Linked DNA regions of Mus musculus: region 1 is linked to region 2. The links are chromatin contacts, called in public HiChIP or PLAC-seq maps. All regions are on one chromosome and are shown on one strand. The core of a region is the stretch at or near the end of the contact, and the rest is flanking DNA. Distances in the headings are between cores, read along the strand shown. Region 1 overlaps Zfp870 (zinc finger protein 870). Region 2 holds the start of Zfp799 (zinc finger protein 799).

The links. HiChIP or PLAC-seq counts read pairs in DNA pulled down with a chosen protein or histone mark.
Region 1: a contact with region 2 is called in an H3K27ac HiChIP or PLAC-seq map of embryonic stem cells, with 7 read pairs. The contact joins the enhancer-like site here to the promoter of Zfp799 in region 2. A contact is called at or near these places in 5 of 39 promoter capture datasets (3T3-L1-derived adipocytes, the HPC-7 cell line, cranial neural crest and 2 more), 2 of 484 Hi-C or Micro-C datasets (embryonic stem cells and nephron progenitors), 4 of 115 datasets of contacts at active chromatin or transcription factors (embryonic stem cells, memory CD8 T cells and trophoblast stem cells) and 4 of 9 other capture datasets (adipose tissue, embryonic stem cells, liver and 1 more).

Annotation. Positions count from the first base shown.
Region 1 is chr17:32,875,489-32,881,552 of GRCm38.p6, reverse strand. Zfp870 (zinc finger protein 870) reads left to right here. Exons shown (of 4, transcript NM_207245.2): 4 at 1-2,332. Among named protein-coding and RNA genes, the nearest start is that of Zfp870, 13 kb to the left of the region's middle. Within about 2 kb of position 3,857, at least 38 of the 459 cell types and tissues checked have an H3K27ac peak or open chromatin away from gene starts, as enhancers often do. A contact at or near this core is called in embryonic stem cells, nephron progenitors and trophoblast stem cells, where this site is marked.
Region 2 is chr17:32,826,112-32,832,576 of GRCm38.p6, reverse strand. It overlaps Zfp799 (zinc finger protein 799), which reads left to right and starts at 2,316. Exons shown (of 4, transcript NM_177359.5): 1 at 2,316-2,488. The coding sequence starts at 2,486.

The DNA.
Region 1 (6,064 bases), core at 2,608-5,107, 47 kb before region 2:
ACTGGGCTCCCCTTTGGGGGATTGTATCCTGATAATAATAAGTGAGCCCAGAGGAAATCTCAAGGACTGTTTTAGAAAGTTTGAGTCAAAAACCACATACCAGGCAAGCTATAGGCAAACTATAGGTCTTGAAGGAAGTGTGTTCTAGTGTCTCCTCCTACTCTTTTCCCTTCCTCCTAGCCCCGTCTCCCTCTTTAACTTCGTAAATTTTTATTTCACAAATGTGAGTGTTTTGCCTGCATCTGTATCTGTTCTGTGTATGTGTACCTGGTGCCCAATGAGGCCAGAAGACAGCATTGAACCCCCAGGAAGTGGAGTTACAGATGGTTTGAACCTCCATGTTGGGATGTTGGGAGTTAACGCCAGGGACTCTGAAACGCCAGTGCTCCTGACCACTAAGCCACGTCTCCAGGCAAACAACTAGCTAACAACTGCCAGATAACTTGGTTTGTGCTATGTAGCCCAGGCAGGATGTTCTCACACTCACTGCAATGCTCATGCCTTATTCTGTCATCACCGTGTGAAGTAGTATTTTGACAGGAAGTATATCTGTTTTCATTTTCAAAAATTACATAGCTAAAAATACTCAATTGCCCATTTACTGCATGTTAAGCAAGCACTTTCCCTTATATACGTGTCTAGTCTTCGTGGTTAGATAGGTGAATATAGACACCGTTTGCTCCATCTTACTACATATTATTAGTTTCTGACAGTGCCCCTGCCTAAGAGCAGCTTCAGTATATTTGACCACAACTAGGCGTTCTAACCATAAAGAGACACAGATACCAAGATGCCGCTGCAGGTTGACTTGGTGAGCTCTTTGACTATTGGGTAGTCTGGGGTGACCTCCTTCCTGGAAAGGTGGAAGCTTTTTGAAGCCATCCACGCCTACAATTTAGTCTGTGGCAGTTACATTAGGTGCATGATTTAGTGGGTGAGTATGGCTGTGATAAACACCACAAGCCAAACGAGTGGGGAGACAGGGTTCATCTGGCTTTATACTTCAAAATCACAGTGCATCATCAAAGGGAGTCGGGACAGGAACTCAGACAGGGCAGGAAGCTGGAGGCTGATGCAGAGGCTACGGAGGGGAGCTGCTTACTACTGCTTGCTCACACTGCCTTGTTCAACCTGCTTTCTTACAGAATCCAGGACCACCAGCCCAGGGATAGCACCATCTATAATGGACTGGGCCCTCCCCCCATCAGTCACAAATCGAGAAAATGCTCTACAGCCTTGCGTTCAGCCCGGTTTTGAAGCATTTTCTCAATGTTGGTTCCCTCTTCTCAAATGACTCTAGCCTGTGTCAAGTTGTCACAAGTAACCAGTACAGTGCAGGAGCCCACGAAAGGAAAACTAGACAGCAGGGCCTGTGTATGACTCGCCAACCTGTCAAGACCAGCTTTGTTTCCCAAATGTGCTCAGGTTGGCAATCTCATACCCAGAATCAAGCCTTCCTGTTTATTTTTTCAGTGTCCTTCACCTCACCATAGTCAACATTTTAAAACATTTTTATTTTTATATATTTATGTATAGGTATGACACATTTTCAATTTTTTTATACTTATATGTGTGAGTATGGACATGTGTGACGGTAACCCGAGTCCAGAAAGCCATTAGATGCCTTATGAGTATTGCTTCTCAACCTGTGGGTTGGTGGCCTTTTAACAACCCTCCTTCTCAACAAAAAAATGTACATTATGATTCATAACAGCAGCATCACAGTTATGAACTAGCAACAAAAACAATGTAATGGTTTGAGTTGCCAAATGAACTATATTAAAGGGTCACCGCATTGGGAAGGTTGAAAACCACTTACTACCTTAGAGCAAGCTGGTAGTTGTGAGCTGCCAGGGGTGCTGGGAACTGAAGTCTGGTCCTGCCCAAGAGCAGAAGGTGCTCTTAATCACCAAGCTACGTTCCCAGCTCCTCAGCCCAATATCTTTTTTTTTAAATATTTTTAAAGATTCATTTATTTATTATATGTAAGTACACTGTAGCTGTCCTCATACAATCCAGAAGAGGGAGTCAGATCTTGTTATGGGTGGTTGTGAGCTACCATGTGGTTGCTGGGATTTAAACCCCGGACCTTCAGAAGAGCAGTCGGGTGCTCTTACCCACTGAGCCACCTCACCAGCCCTCAGCCCAATATCTTAACATTCGCATTAACCCCAGCACTTGTTTTCACCACAACAAAGAGAAACATCTGTACAGCAGCATGGATGGCAAACGTGGTTCTATTGGAAGCCTCTGGGAGCACTGCTCTCACAATTCAGACCCACACACAGTCCTGCACGTGTAAACGCAATTAAAAAGAAATACTTCAGAAAGACATTCTGTTTCCAGTTTTGTTTCTGATGCAGGCGTGGGGGTGGTGAGGGCCGGGCCCAGGACTTCACAGAAGCTCGCAAAGCGCTACCACTGAGAAGGCTAGGCTGACTCCAGACAAGCTTCAGGAGACAGGCCTAAATATGTTTCCATGAACTGGACAAGTCCAGGCAAGCTCAAGCAAGTCGGCTACTAGAAAAACCCTTCAGGCAGCTAGTCGGAAGCTGTCGCGCCACCCAACCTGAGGCAAGGACAATGGCAAGGACAGCAGCACTTTTCAGCCGCCACGCCCCATAATGGCTCTGGGATGTCCCTAGATATGAACTCAACAGATTAAGATAGAGGTCACCTACCCAGAGTTCCCCTACTGTGCTTTAAATCAGGCCTGCGAGCTCACTTCGGGGGGGTCTCTCTGTCTTTATCTTGGTAGTGGGAGACCCCAGCATGATGGACTTCTGCAGAATAAAACACTGTGTTTACATACTACTTGAATCCCCTGTATCATTCTTCGGACAATCATGAACCCTTACACCATTAAGATGCCTATCTAGCCCTGCAGTCCTTTTGGAAAATACTTGGCTTTTGGAATTGGCTTTGAGGAAGACCACAACAGCCAAAGAGTAGGAAGCCAAATATTGCCGCTGATTATAGTTCTGAAAGTGTAAGACCCGAAAAGCCTTACGTCCGGGATGTCCCACTCACAGAGACGGAGATCGATGCAAAAAGCAAGAGGTTTATTAATCCACCCTGCTGGGGTCGTTCTGAAATCAGGATAGAAGCAACCCTGAGTAGCTAAAGCACACACCTTTTATACATTTTTTAGAGCAGTTCTCAGTCACAGTTTAGGGCTGGCAGTTTATCACTGGTTAACCTTTAACTGCATTAAGGGGGCAGACTTAAGGACCGGAGACATTGTGTGGGCTTTTCTATACAATCGGAAGACTTAGCACACCTTGCAGTGAGGCAAATTCTGGGAAAAGAACACATTTACTTAACTTTTTTACAACCATGGTCATTTTGAGCTACCACAAATCTTACAAAAGGAGTTTCCCACCGAGCCCCAAGGTCTGTAACTGCCTTCATGGCCAGTGTGATTCCTTCATTAATCCCTGCTGGTGCTCAATGTCCTGCATGGACGACAGCGGGATTCTGGGATCGGGAAAGATCAAGAGTCTGTAATTTGAGCTCTACCTTGCCTGGTTCAAGTTGCTTCCTCTGTTCCTGGGTCTTGAGGAGGTGGGTCCAAGGTGTTACTTGAGCGCTTGTATTGATTGGCCAACGAGGAGTTTGTTCTGTGAGTGAGGCATTCTGCCACTATCAGATCTGTTTCTTTTCCTGCGCATTTTAGGTACCTGTGTGTTCTTTGAAAGCAGATCCTAGAGCACAGTCCTTGGCCTCCAGGTCGCATTCATTGACTGCAGGAGTGGCAGGAGGACACCAGGACACGAAAAGACAGGAAATGGTGAATGCTGTTGAGCGTCCCAGGTGTGGGAGGAGGCAGCTGCAACCTGGAGGCGGTAAGGGATACCGCTGATACTGCTTGCCGCTGAGTCTGGTCTGTCCCCGCTGGCCCCTGCTGCTTCTGGCATCCTGCTAGAAGGAGCTGGGCCAGCAGGCAGAGCTTCGGGCCTTTCCTTATCTGAGCTTTGGGTGTTGCAACGTCTCTTAGCTTAGCGCGTGCTGCCCGGGTCCCCTACAGTCTGGGTCGTGAGTGGGCCGCCTTAGGAGTCGAACTGGGGCTTTTTTGCAGAGATGAGGGAGGGGGATCTACGTGGATGGTAGCTGTTAATTCACTGCCCTGCTCTTTACCTAAAACCTCGCCACACTCCCATGTAATGTCTCAGGATGCAGCTACTAAGAGTATCTGTGACTCTCAATATTATAAACAAACAAAACGGGGCAGAGAAGCATCCGGACACAATGACAGCCGGAGACCACTTTTTTGGAATAGCACGGCTTTATTCCCTGGATGAGTTGAGTGCACCTAACAGGGCTCGGGGACTTACACAGGAAGTTCAAGCTTTTTATTGGTTCGGTTCGGTTCCATTGGGAGCAGAGGGTTTGGGAAACTCCATATCCGGTCTTCTTGTTTCTGCAGGTAGAGCGGAATTAACGGTCATGCTGTGGTTAAGAACTCCATATGACTAGGCGCCTGCACAACCTGGCTCAATTTCTCATAAACCTCAAGTCATGAGCTAAACCTCAGCTGCAGTTAAGGTGGGGAAAACGACTGGATGCAGGATAGCTTAGAGTCATGGCTCTCTAGTCTTTTGTAAGGGGGTGGGGAGTTGGACTTTTCCAGACAGGGTTTCTCTGTGTAGTTCTTCTGGCTGTCCTGGAACCCACATTGTGAACCAGGCTGATCTCAGACTCAGAAGTCTCTCTGCCTCTCCAGAGCTGGGAGTAAAGGCTTGCACCACCACACCCAGCTTCAGGGCTCAAGTGTCTATCTGTTCCTTCTCCGATGCTTTTTCACACTGCCCGTGCTTAGCGTAGGTCTGCCTGTGGTTATAGATTATGCCTTAGGTTATAGCTGCCTGAGGCTTGATATTATAATTCACCCAGTGAATCTCTTCTCAGCTCCCTTTCTGTCAAACCTATAACATCATTCATCTTACAGTGACCACAAGAGCCTTGAGCCCGTTATGTCAGGCAACAGACAGACACGTTTGTGTTATTGAAGCTGGCATTCCCAACCTGTGCCCCAAGTCAGGCCCAGCCCCCTGTTCTCAGTAAGCCAATAAAGAAGAGCCAAATATTGGTGAAAAGCAGAAAAGATGCATTCAGTGTCTGTACATTGGAAAGTGTTAACGCCTGGGGAACTGCTGCCTGCCTGTTTAGCAAGCCACTGCATGCTGCTATTGCTGTCACTAGGAGACTTCCTCATGTCCAGGTTGATTGCATATTCTGTTATGTTCTGTGCTTTGGTGTTTTTTTGAAACCAATCACAATAAAGTCAGAAGTGCTTTGTATAGTTAGCCGCAATAAGCTTGGCCCTGAACCAATGGCCTGGTAGCACTGTGTATGCGCTTTTATGGTTTTTGCTTTTGTTGTTGATGTTGTTCTTAAAATTTTTTAAAAGATTTATTTACTTTGAATGTGCATTGGTGTTTTACCTGTATATTTATGCCTATGTGAGGGTGCCAGCTCTCCTGGACCTGGAGTTACAAACAGGAGTTGTAAACTGCCATATGGGTGCTGGGAATTGAACCAGGATCCTAAACTCTGAGCTATCTCTTCAGCCCATGATAAACATTTTTTTCTTAAGATTTATTTATTTATTATATGTAAGTACACTGTAGCTGTCTTCAGACACTCCAGAAGAGGGCGTCAGATCTCATTACAGATGGTTGTGAGCCACCATGTGGTTGCTGGGATTTAAACTCAGGACCTTTGGAAAAGCAGTTGGTGCTCTTATCCGTTGAGCCATCTCACCAGCCCCAACATTTTTTAATTATTTATTTTATGTATATGATTGCTCTATCTGCATGTAAACCTGTGTGCCAAATCCCATTACAGATGTTTGTGAGCCACCATGCGGTTTCTGGGAACTAAACACAGGACCTCTGGAAGAGTAGTCAGTGCTCTTAACAACTGAGCCATATCTCCAGTCCCTTGATAACCATTTTTAATGGTCACTTATTGTTGTGATTTATTTAAAAACAAAAACAAAAACCAACAAGATATGTTTGGTAGAGCTGAGTATGGTGAGGTGGGAGGGATGCATTGGTGGGCC
Region 2 (6,465 bases), core at 1,067-3,566:
TTTGTTAAAGAATTAACAAAAAACTATACAAAAATATAGCTCTTTTTGTTTCTGCTTGGTTGATTTCAGCCCCAAGTTTGATTATTTGTTGCCATCTACTCCTCTTGGGTGAATTTGTTTCCTTTTGTCCTAGAGTTTTTAGGTGTGCTGAAAGCTGCTAGTGTATGCTCTCTCCAGTTTCTTTTTGGAGGCACTCAGTGCTATGAGTTTTCCTCTTAGCACTGCTTTCATTGTGTCCTATAATTTGGGGTAATGTTGTGCTTTCATTTTCATTAAATTCTAAAAAGTTTTTTCTTTATTTGTTCCTTGTCCAAGTTATCATTGAGCAGAGTGTTGTTCAGCTTCTATGGGTATGTCGGCTTTCTGTTGTTTTTGTTGTTGTTGAAGACCAGCCTTAGTCCATGGTGATCTGATAGGGTGCATGAGATTATTTCAGTCTTCTTGTATCTGCTGAGGCCTGTTTTGTGATGGATTATATGGTCAGTTTTGGAGAACATACCATGAGGTGCTGAGAAGAAGGTATATCCTTTTGTTTTAGGATGAAATATTCTGTAGATATCTGTTAAATCTATTTGGTCCATAACTTCTGTTAGTTACACTGTGTCTCTGTTTAGTTTCTGTTTCCATGATCTGTCTATTGCTGAGAGTGGGGTGTTGAGCTTTAGTGAAGTTTCTTTTATGAATGTGGGTACCCTTGCATTTGGAGCATAAATGTTCAGAATTGAGAGCTCTTCTTGGTAGATTTTTCCTTTGATGAGTATGAAGTGTCCTTCCTTATCTTTTATGATAATTTTAGGTTGACAGTCAATTTTATTTGATATTAGAATGGCTACTCCAGCTTGTTTTGGGGACCATTGTCTTGGAAAATTGTTTTGCAACCCTTTTCTCTGAGGTAGTGTCTGTCTTTGACACTGAGGTGCAATTCCTGTATGCAGCAAAATTCTGGATTGTTTATGTATCCAGTCTGTTAGTCTATGTCTTTTTATTGAGGAATTGAGTCCATTGGTGTTAAGAGATATTAAGAAATAGTGATTGTTGATTCCTGATATTTTTGTTGTTTGAGGTGGAATTATGTTTGTGTGGCTGTCTTCTTTTGGGTTTGTTGAAAGAAGATTACTGTCTTGCTTTTTCTAGGGTGTACTTTCCTTTCTTGTGTTGGAGTTTTCCTTCTATTATCCTTTTTAGGTCTGGATTTTTGGAAAGATATTGTGTAAATTTGTTTTTGTCATGGACTATCTTGCTCTCTCCATCTATGGTAATTGAGAGTTTTGCTGGATATAGTAGCCTGGGCTGGCATTTGTGTTTTCTTAGGGTCTGTATGACATCATATTTCTTACTGTCTTAGCTGAAGAATCAAAAAAGGAAAAAAAAATCTAATGAAGGTAGAGATCTCTGTAGAAGAGGCAGTGTAATGTTTGTAAGACCAGAGGAGATGGGTGACTTCAAGAAAACAGTGTTTTCCAGATAAGCAGGGTTGGTGCACATAAGAACTCAGAGAGACAGTGGCTACATGTACAAGACCTACATAAGTTCAATAAAGTTAGACAAAAATCCCAGCCCAGGGAAGGGGAAGTGGTAGCAAAGTCCCACTCCTAATCAAGATGCTAGGAGAGCGAAAATTGTTTTTCCTTAATGGAGTGACACAGGGAACATCAACCACACTCCAAATGAGGCCCCGTATGTGGGAGCAGCTGGCCAACACAAAGCAGAAATTTGTTGTCGCTTGCTTGTTTGATGAGATGATACATGAGGGGGTTTGGAAGACCTGTGCTTTTGAGGAAGGAGGCTGATTATTTTTATTTTTTTCATTTTATTATTTTGTGTGTGTGTGCAGGTATATTTTTCCTGCAGGTATGGTTTGTGCACCCATTGCATGCATGGTGCCCTTGGAGGCAAAAATAGGGCATCAGGCATCAGATCCCCTGGAATTAAGAGTTACAGACAATTGTGAACCACGATGAGGTTCTGGAAAGCCAACCCGAGTTCTCCAGAAGAACTTCAAAGGAGCCATCTCCCTAGCCCCAACCCTTTGACTTTTGCCCTTCTGGGATCATCAAAATATCTTGTGTGGTGATATTGAAACATGAGCTATAAATAAATGTACCAAAAAGGAACGATAAAAGTAGTGCATCTGAGAAAAAACCTTGGTGGGGCCAGGTGCTCTCCAGAGTAGGAACCAGGGTCAACTGTGAAGTCTTCCAGGGAGGAAGGAGATGTTTCTATTGTCACTCAGGATTCAGGAGGCAGGCTCACGGATTGTTGGCCAATCAAGGAGAACGTTTGGTAGCTGTGTGAACTGCCCAATGAGGAGTTTCGGTCTTCGGTGACGTAGAAAGCACAACATTTGGGGTGCCATTGTGTGTCCCCGCCATATTGTCGTCCTGTGTCTTTGACTGCGGCCCCCAGGTCTCTCTCCTCGGTATCTCTGTCCCCCCTACTGACAGCGGGAATCGCAGGAGGTCACCTGGACACCCGGTGACTGGAAATGGTGCGTGCGCAGGCTGTAGGGAGGAGGCTACTGTAAGCGGAGGCGGCAGTGGGGACGCGGCCTTCCAGGGCAGCTGAGTCTGCATCTCATCTGCTCTGCTGGGCCGCGCTGCCCGGGTCCCTCTGGATGGAGCTGGACCAGCAGGCAGAGCTGCGGTCCTGTCCTTTGCTGAGAGCTCAGTGCTGCGGGGTCTCAGGTCAGCTGGGCGCTTGCAGCCTGCGTCTCCGCAGTCTGGGAGGTGTAGGCGGAGAGTCGTGGGGAACCGTGGGTTTGGGCTCTTGTAAGGGGATTTGTAGGAAAACCGCGAGGTGAGCCCGGGTTCTATGCACGTTGTCAAAAAAAAAAAAAAAAAAAAAAAAAAAAAAAAAAAAGTAGGCTGCATTTATGTCTGCTCAGTGTCCCAATTTACTTAACAGTCAGTCATTTCTCAGCCTTTATCGGCTAGGATTTGATGAGTACACCTGGTTATCCTTGAGAGCTGGCCATTGGCAACCACGATGCATTTATCCCTATCTTAAGTATTACTATCAATAGGCAGGTAACACATGACCATTTAACACAATGGTATACAAAGTGCAAGTTACTAAATGGTTAGAAAGGCTGAAAATATAGGAGGTTCTCAAGTTGGAGGCAGAGAACTGGTAAGACTTATCAGTGAGGGTGTAGAATGTCCAATGCACGTTCCGAGCACAGGCTGTTGTTAGAAGGCCTGTTTGAAGTGAGCTGAGGTCCTAGAGCTGGAGTCCTAGGGTAGAGACGGGGCTTTTCCTGTGATAAGTTTTCTGGCTTTTGACAATTGACCCTATGACCCGTCAACCAGCTTGTTGCAGTTTCTATAGTCTCAGGCAGGGGGTTATATCTGGTTAGGCTGGTGAGTTTTATGTGCATGTATATATGATTTGGTATATTGTCAGGCGTCATTATTGAGACAGATTATTAAATTGTGCCTTTATTTGTTCTTTGTTGATATTGATATTCAGAATAAACCAGTGCAGAGTTTTTGCTTAACAAAACAGTCATGTAGGCCAGAAAGCTGATAGTTCCCAAAGCACAGAGTATCCCAGAACAGCCCCACCCCACCCTGTCTTCTCTCACATTTCAGTGACATCCGCTAGTCCTATGAGAACATGCCTATGGGTTTCACTCAAGGGAAGTTTCCTCTAAATTCCATGACTTGTATTCTTAGCCTAAGGATTCTTATAACTCTCAATAAATGCCTGACTTTCCAAACCCTTTTGACATTGCTGGACTTACTGAAAAGGAAAATTCACGTGCATGGCTTGCTCAGATTGGTCCTTATCATAAGTATTACTGGTCACGTGCATGGCTTGCTCAGATTGGTCTTTATCATAAGTATTACTGGTCACGTGCATGGCTCGCTCAGATTGGTTTTTATCATACGTATTACTGGTCACGTGCATGGCTCGCTCAGATTGGTTTTTATCATACGTATTACTGGTCACGTGCATGGCTCGCTCAGATTGGTCCTTATCATAAGTATTACTGGTCACGTGCATGGCTTGCTCAGATTGGTCTTTATCATAAGTATTACTGGTCACGTGCATGGCTCGCTCAGATTGGTCTTTATCATAAGTATTACTGGTCACGTGCATGGCTTGCTCAGATTGGTCTTTATCATAAGTATTACTGCCTTGGATTGTTTCTAAACGTTTTAACATGAAAAAATCTTCATGGGGTAAGACATGACTGGATATGAATGGGCTATTGCAATAGAATAAAGCCCCACATGGAAGATTGAAAAGCTTCCCTACAGATGGCCAGAGGGCTTCTCTTGAAGGAAGTTAAAAACAGTGGTGAATGAAGCATAGAACACCCAAGATACAATTTGCAAAACACAAGAAAATCAAGAAGAGGGAAGACCAATGGGTGGATACTTCGTTCCTCCTTAGAATAGGGAACAAAATACCCGTGAAAGGAGTTATAGAGACAAAGTTTGGAGCTAAGACGAAAGGATGGACTATCCAGACCAGAGACTACCCCACCCGGGGATCCATCCCATAATCATCCACCAAACCCAGACACTATTGCATATGCCAGCAAGATTTTGCTGAAAGGACCCTGATAGAGCTGTCTCTTGTGAGACTATGCCAGTGCCTGGCAAATACAGAAGTTGATGCTCACAGTCATCTATAAGATGGAACACAGGGCCCCCAATGGAGAAGCTAGAGAAAGTACCCAAGGAGCTGAAGGGGTCTGCAACCCTATAGGTAGAACAACAATATGAACTAACCAGTACCCCCAGAGCTTGTGTCTCTAGCTGCAGAGATATGTAGCAGAAGATGGCCTAATTGGCCATCACTGGAAAGAGAGGCCCCTTGGTATTGCAAACTTTATATGCCCCAGTACAGGGGAATGCCAGGGCCAAGAAGCAGGAGAGGGTGGGTAGGGGAGCAGGGTGGGGGGAGGGTATAGGGAACTTTCGGGATAGCATTTGAAATTTGAAATGTATATAAAGAAAATATCTAATAAAAAATGGGGAAAAAAAAAACAGTGGTGAATAAGGAAGCAAAGGCTAGTTGATAGGCCAGCCTGGTCACATAGTGAGTTTCAGGCCAGCCAGAGCTTGACAGTAAGACTCTGACTCAAAATAAATACATAAAATCTACCATACATAGCAATCACAACTTTTAAAGCCATTTCATTATTTACTGTGTATGGGGGTGGTCTGTGTGTCATGGAGTATGTATGTAAGTTAGAGGACCACTCCCTGGAGTTCGTTCTCTCCTCACATCATGTAGGTTCTAAGGAACTATGTCCTGTGCTCAGATTGCTTACCCAGTGAGGCATCTCACTGGCTCATATCTAGAGTTTTAACTTTTAATTCCTGTTCTAGGATAGTACTGTCAATTTAAGTATAGTTGTGAGGACTCAAGTACAGTGTGCAGGAGTGAATCCTAACGAACAGCTTGTCTTGGCACAATATAGCCTCTGTGTTTAATAAACTGTGTTCATCCTTTCACATTATTTAAGGCATGGACCCTCCAGGTCTTGTGGAAGCTCGAAGCTGGAGGCATGACCTGAAACTGAGGCCACTGAGTGCTACTTACTGCCTTCTTCACTGTGGCTTCCTCAGCCTGTTTTCTTATTCTACCCAGGACCATCTACCAGGATGGCACCACCCATAGTGAACTGGATCTTACCATGGCATCATTAATGAAGAAAATGCCCTCAGACTAAGATTCTCCTTCCCAGGCTGGGTGTGATGATGCCCGCCTTTAATTCCAACACTGAGGAGGCACAGGCAGGTGGATCTCTCAGAACTCAAGGCCAGCCTGGTCTACAGTGATTTCCAGGAGAGCCATGGCTGTTACACAGAGAAACCATGCCTCAAACTAACTCCCCCAAAAGAACCAAACCGAAAACAAAAAAATTCCCCTTCCCAGATATGTCAAACTTTGTTAACCAGCTCATTTATCTTCTGTGTTAACTCAGAAACAAAGGTAGCCCCATTACCTTTCGGTATGCTATTAGACAATGCATTAGGGGAGATAGTCTTTCTGACAAGTACTTTAATTACTTCATAGTCTTTTTAGTGAGAGTGGGAGAGACTTCAAACTACTCTGAACGAAAGTGTCAGCGTAGATCAACATTTATTTAAACCCGCTTGATCCTGGCATTTAAGGAAAGTTGACTTGTTCAATCCTTGAATGGGTATTAACTATGTTAATTGATTTTTTAAAAATTATTTTATTTACATGAGTACACTGTAGCTGTCTTCAGACACACCAGAAGAGGGCATTGGATCCCATTACAGATGGTTGTGAACCACCATGTGGTTGCTGGGAATTGAACTCAGGACCTCTAGAAGAGTAGTCCCTGATTTTTCTTTTTTTAAGATTTTTTATCTTAATTTTGAATCATGTGTACTAGTGTGTGCACATGAATACAGGTGCTTGGAGAGGCCAAAGGTGACAACATCTCTGTAGACGAGTTACAAACCTGACATGGGGGCTGCA